2 separate regions of the Bicyclus anynana genome follow, and region 1 is linked to region 2. Evidence: chromatin contacts called from public Hi-C data. All regions are on one chromosome and are shown on one strand. Each heading gives the region's core, a stretch centred on a gene start, on an enhancer-like site or on the middle of the called end of the contact. The rest is flanking DNA. Distances are from core to core; before and after follow the strand shown.

Evidence for each region. Hi-C and Micro-C count contacts between places; a contact is called where the count stands out from the background.
Region 1: a contact with region 2 is called in a Hi-C map of whole body, with 2.8 times the contacts expected there. The contact joins the enhancer-like site here to the promoter of LOC112046468 in region 2. A contact is called at or near these places in 2 of 2 Hi-C or Micro-C datasets (whole body and whole larva).

The regions. Positions count from the first base shown.
Region 1 is chr14:807,805-810,972 of ilBicAnyn1.1, forward strand. The region is part of intron 1 of LOC112046466 (rab GTPase-binding effector protein 1); the gene reads right to left. It overlaps LOC112046467 (probable ATP-dependent RNA helicase DDX52), which reads right to left. Exons shown (of 13, transcript XM_052885661.1): 8 at 2,356-2,456; 9 at 1,392-1,537; 10 at 938-1,018; 11 at 270-413. Among protein-coding and RNA genes, the nearest start is that of LOC112046467, 7.0 kb to the right of the region's middle. Within about 2 kb of position 1,332, at least 8 of the 8 cell types and tissues checked have open chromatin away from gene starts, as enhancers often do.
Region 2 is chr14:766,376-769,239 of ilBicAnyn1.1, forward strand. It overlaps LOC112046468 (protein halfway), which reads left to right and starts at 1,522. Exons shown (of 10, transcript XM_024083092.2): 1 at 1,522-1,949. The coding sequence starts at 1,920. All of the region lies in intron 1 of LOC112046466 (rab GTPase-binding effector protein 1), which reads right to left.

The DNA of each region.
Region 1 (3,168 bases), core at 82-2,581, 41 kb after region 2:
AGCGGAACCTTCACTCCCCACCACTCAACCCCTATCCGCGCGCGCAATGCGTGCAGCAGCGCGTCGCGCAGCCGCTTCGCAGTTTGGATCGTGCCGCGATGCAAGAACCAGCTCATGACTAAGGGCCCCGTATGGGTTCGAAACTAGTCGGGCATACTCCGACCTAATATCACGTGAATTTCAGCCGTGTTTCATAATCAATTAATATGAATAACACTCACGATAGTTTAAATTCTAAAAAGTTAAAAGCATATTAAAGAACGACTGACTTCTCGGGTTTGTCAAGTTTGGTGGAGATCTTGTCGCGGTGCGGCGCCTTCTTCAGCAGCCGCTTCCTCTTGTTGGCGTTCTGCTGCAGCGCCAGCATGTACGCCGGCACCGCGCAGCCCGACTGCTTCAGCACTGACGCTATGCTGGCACACGGACAGACGAGACAAACTCACTCTAATTATATATTTTTACATTAACCTTCCTCAATAAATGGGCTATCTGACACTGAAAGAATTTTTCAAATCGGACCAGTAGTTCCTGAGATTAGCGCGTTCAAATAAACAAACAAACTCTTCAGCTTATCAATTAATAAAAGTTTAAGACCTAATTAAAAAAATTATCTATTTAAAAAAATTTTACAAACGTCAAAAACGCTATCATCCATTTTGTGACGTCATGATGTTACTCGATGTCACTCAAGGAATAAACGTCAAATTAATAACTAATATTTTTGTCAAACACTTCGTTTGGTTAGGGTTTAACGTGACGTCATAAAACTGTTAAAATATAGACCATCATGGCTGAAAGCGTTTTGGCTCGTATTGTCAAAAAAATATCTATAAAAAAAATAATGTACCAAAAAAAATATTTTTTTTTTCATTTAAGAAAAAAAAAGTGTCAACTACATATATATACCTATTGTATATAAGTGTAACTTGTATCTCACCTCCGAAGGTTGACGACATCGTCCTGCGTGAAGAAAGTGATCGCTTTGCCGCGCTGCCCCGCGCGCCCCGCCCGCCCTACCCTGTAATGTTACCAAATCATTTTAAACTAGCAGACGACACGCGGCTTCACCCGCGTAGTTCCCGTACAAATAAGTGGATAAAATATAGCCTATACCACCCGGGGATAGCATACCCACAGTAAAAGAACTTTTCAAATTCGTTTGCCAGCTGTTGGCACAGACTACGACGGACTGACAATTGATAGACGAGGATCGGGTATACAGAATCCAAACTGCTCCAGCAAGAAATCCACCACTACCATAGACTGACAACGTTCCCAAAGAGTCAGCTATCGGCACAGACTGACAAGACGTCCACGAGTAACAGAGAGTACGGAACCCGAGTAGACCAGATGTTATGTAGCAACTCCACGCGCAAACTGCGCACACTCGCCTGTGTATGTAGGAGATGGCGGAGGGCGGGAAGTCGTAGTTGACGACGAGGTTGACGCCGCGGAAGTCGATGCCGCGCCCCATCAGCTCCGTGCAGATCAGCACCCAGATGCGCCCCACGCGGAAACTGCGCACCACGTTGTCCCGCTGGAAGATACAGAATAGCTTTCAACATCAACTTATTTGAATAGCCTAAAGAGTCATGTTCACCTCAAAGTGCCTTCTGAGACATGTAGTGTGTTACCAACATCCCTACTCCCGGCTGCTACTAAGAATTTCTTGGAGAAAGAAAAGCTGAATTTGGCTGGTGGGAGGCTTCGGCTGTGGCTAACAAGTTAGTCCGCTTCCATCTTAGATTGCATCATCACTTACCATCAGGTGAGATTGTAATCAACTTGTAAAGAATAAAAAAAAACTCAATATTTCATATTGGCCATGCTGTCCTATTTACTAACATCGGTTTATTAGCCACCTAATACAATTAACATCAAATTAATAACAATCGCATTTTTCGTATTCCTTACACTGCTCAGCAACGTTGATCAGTTAGCAATAAATTATTGATTTTTTTAAATTATTGATTGAATATGTCTTAGGAATTAATTACTTACAATAGCTAGATGGACTTCATATCCACTAAAGTTATTCAAAGTTAGTAAATAGGCCAGCAGGCCTCAAAGTTAGTAAATAGGCCTCGTATCGCGATCGTGAGCCACACATCACTAGATTAACTAGGCAGTAATCATGTAACACAACTACTTTGATAGTTTTTTAGGTAAACCCATCCATTTGTAGCTTCTATGTTCACCCATTACATTTAATGGGTTAACATAGAAGGGCTATTGAATTCCCTTTCAGTTTGTTGGTTGTACTAATTATTCTCTAGGAATCACAAGCACATATCTTAGGCCTATCTAATACTATCGGGAGAGATAGTGACTGTATGAAGTACTAGAAAGGGTCACCTGCGCCTGCGTCCTGTCAGCGTGAATGGCGTCCACGTTTATGCCGTCATAGATCAGCTCCTTGAACAGCTGCTTCGCGCGGTCTTTGCCCTGGACGAACACTGTTCGAAGAAATATTTCATTATTGAGGATCTTCCTTTTGCAGTATTAAATAATACTTAATCAGATGAGAGCTGAGTCCATAACACGCGAAGGTACAAGGCAAAAGAGGCACAGCAAGAAGAATAGCAGAAAAATCTTACGCCAGGACTTCAATGAATGTCACTATTCAGGGCTGCTATATCAAAAATTCAGATTGCCATTATAATAGTCGATAACCTTCGTTTAAAACGTCACGTTATCAAAGCTACAAAAACAAATTTATGGCCAATCTGATTACAAATGGAAAACTAATATCCTATATTAACACACACACACATACATATTGCACCATAATACACACAATGAGGGATCAGCATTTCAGAAAGTCACGTGTACTAGTCCATACCTACCTTTCGGTCGCCAGAAAATTAACATTACATTGTAACATATTTGAGTTAATAAAATACATTAAATAGTGTCATTGAGGACATACAAGAACTCATAGTATATACAATTTAGTTACCCTAAACCTATAACAGATCATAAACTTACAGGGCTCACGTTAGTAAGATATCCTAAGCCGCGTTGACATGGATCCATCAAGTCAGTCCGTCCATCCGACCCACGGCACGCACAGATAGTAAGTCTCATAAGCCTGTATAGGATAAGCTCTGTCAAATCTGTTGGGCATATTTATACTCTATAAAAAGAGTTGGCATAGGGATTAAATGT
Region 2 (2,864 bases), core at 272-2,771:
GTGATCTGTAGATTACTGATTAATAGAGATTAATAATGCATAAAATAATGGTGGTGTCCCATCTGTCCTCCACAATATTCTGGGTTCTGTACTTCAAAAAGTCAAGTCAAAGTTTGTTGTCAGTCTGCCTGACTGTCTACGAGACGAGAAAAAATCATCGAGATTTTACACCCTACTTAATGAACCGGACAGACAGACGGACAAACAGACACGGACAGACGAATATCGCAAAACAATAAGTGTCCTTTGTTGACTACGGAACCCTAAAAAAACTTAGATATTAAATATTTAAGGATGTGAGATGTCACATCTCATGTCACTCGAACAGAGAATGTAAATTAATTGAATGTAAAAAACGACATAATACATAAAGATAACAAATAGTTCGACTCCAATATAAATGCTAATGAGACAGTTATAACGCCATTTTATTATTGATCTTTTTTATTTAGAATTTCATATGAAGTTTTTTTCATTTCCATATTTCGCGCTGGTTGACTACCTATAGAAATAAAGCAAGGCATTATGCGGGCATTAGGTAGGTACTACCTTCTCCGACGAGCAATGTAGCAGTCCAGAAATATCGTATAGAAGAAGTTCATCGCCCATATTTTTTTCAGAACAGAAGAATTCTTTCTCCAACGCTTGTTCTAGGGGCACCGTTGGATTTTCTCTCCTCTTTTTGGTCTTTCCGACTCTGGAGGAAAAGGGAAATATTGGTCATATAAAAATAAATTAAGGCAAAAAAATTACCTTACAAAAAAATACAGGCAGATGAGGCATGTCATATAAGCGAGCCGAGCGATTTACCAAAAGCGTTAGCTTTTAGTATTGCCTGTTTTGTGGATTTACAATTCTTTTTTTAAATATGACCAATAGGCAATTTGACGACATTTAATTTCAAATTTAAACCGAAAGTTTCAAAATATACTGCCTGTCTTGTCATGTCATAGTGTTGTGCAGTGCCTAAATGTAATTTATCGATAAATGACAAAATTCTCAAGAATTTATTAGTTTATTTACCCTAATAAATTTATTGATTTTTATTTTCAATAATATGAAATTGTTATATTGTTATTTAATTTCTATAATGAAATTTGCTTGTATAAAATAATGTATTGTTATTTAGATGTAGGGGTTATCTAAAATAAACAATCATTAACTAGGGATTATAATTATTATAACATTTCATTTTCTCAGTTCTTTGTTATCGTTTGTTTGTTTAGATTAATTTAACTTCAGTATTTTCCAGCAATTGAGTATTATTCCGTCCTGATGAAAAATACTACACAGTCCAACACTCATTGGACTGTGTTGAATTTTGTTTATAATTATAGATAATCTATAGAGGTCAGCTGCTGCTACCACCACCAGGCGGTATCGCAGCCAGCGACTCCTCACAAAACATACAAATTCTCAAACGGGAATACCGGATACTTTATATGCAACAGCGTGCATATAGCTGTCCCTTTTCCCCGCCGCAGTCGACCTTTGCCTCTCGCGTTGATAACTCAGTCGCCGTCTTTGTCTCGCCTGCAGAGTACTCGGCTGTAGATATACGGTTGTAGCATACGCATCAGTGCCAGTGGTAAACTATTCAGTTTTGTGTTTTGCCAAGTTGGAGTCGATCCGAATTAGACTCGCTACATGTGTTTGGTGCCGTAAGCGTCAAAAGTGATCGAGAATTTTTACGATTTAAGCAAGTGCTAGTGACTTACTTAGATTTTTTGTCGAAAAGTGAAAAAAAATGATACTGTTGCAAACTGAGCGCCGTTCGTGGCGCATATTTATTAGATACAGATAGACTTTGAAAGTTGTGAATAGTTTTTGAATCGGGGCAAGGTGTGTGTTGTATAAAATATTTGTGCATCGGTGGTTTTTTGTTATCGGTGCAGTGGCATAAATTAAAAATAAAAAAAATGATTACGGCGGGAGGTCGTGTTGTTGATGTGAGTGAATTTTTTTGTTTACATGTTTTTCATATTTGTTTTACTATTTTGTACAAATTATATTTGAAAGTTATGAAACATTTTGTTTACTAGAACAAAAATCTTTATTGTTTAGCTTTATTGTTGTTTTCCTTAATAAGCGTCATTGGTGTATCACTTCTTGGAAATAGGTAAGTAACTACAGAAGTAATTTCCTTAGGAAATGTACTAGGTGCCCAATTAGTAGCTTGCAAATGTATGCAGTTTTGCAAGTGTATGTATGATTGGAAATCAATAATGTATTAGAAAGTGAGGTGGATGTAGAAAGTTTTCTATTTTTCTATAACTTTGCTGATGCAGAGAACTGGCGGAGGCCCAACGTCTAGTTGTTGCTATTCCAGTTTTATTAGTAGATAAGTGGCTAATACGAGTACCTACGCGTTATTACTTTCTGATTTATGTTCTATTAGCTTCTTCGTGCAATTTTGTCGACGTACATATAATAAGTACTAAAAGTAGCTTATTCTATTGCAAGCTTTTATCGATAATGTGACGAATTTTTATTAAGTGTTATAGTAACTCTGTGAGTTGCTTACTTGTCATTTACCTAAAATAAGTAGCCTACTTCTCTAAAAATCCCTAAATAGTTGGTAAGTTAAAATGAATAGCGATTTATACCCTCATTTTTAATTTGTTTGTTGGTAAACAGTGCAAAGTTTAAGTATAGTCCAATTTAAACAAGATAGGTGAACGTCAACGTAAAATTTTAATCGGTAGGTACCTAGATTCCTTTTACCAAGTTGGTTTTTTATTTACCTAATAAATTATAATAAATATAGGACCTTCCTACTTTGTTATAAATATTATTAAAATATATTTATTTACAGGTAATAATTGATTTATAGGTAGGAAGTCGTGGACATTTTCCTCAATTCT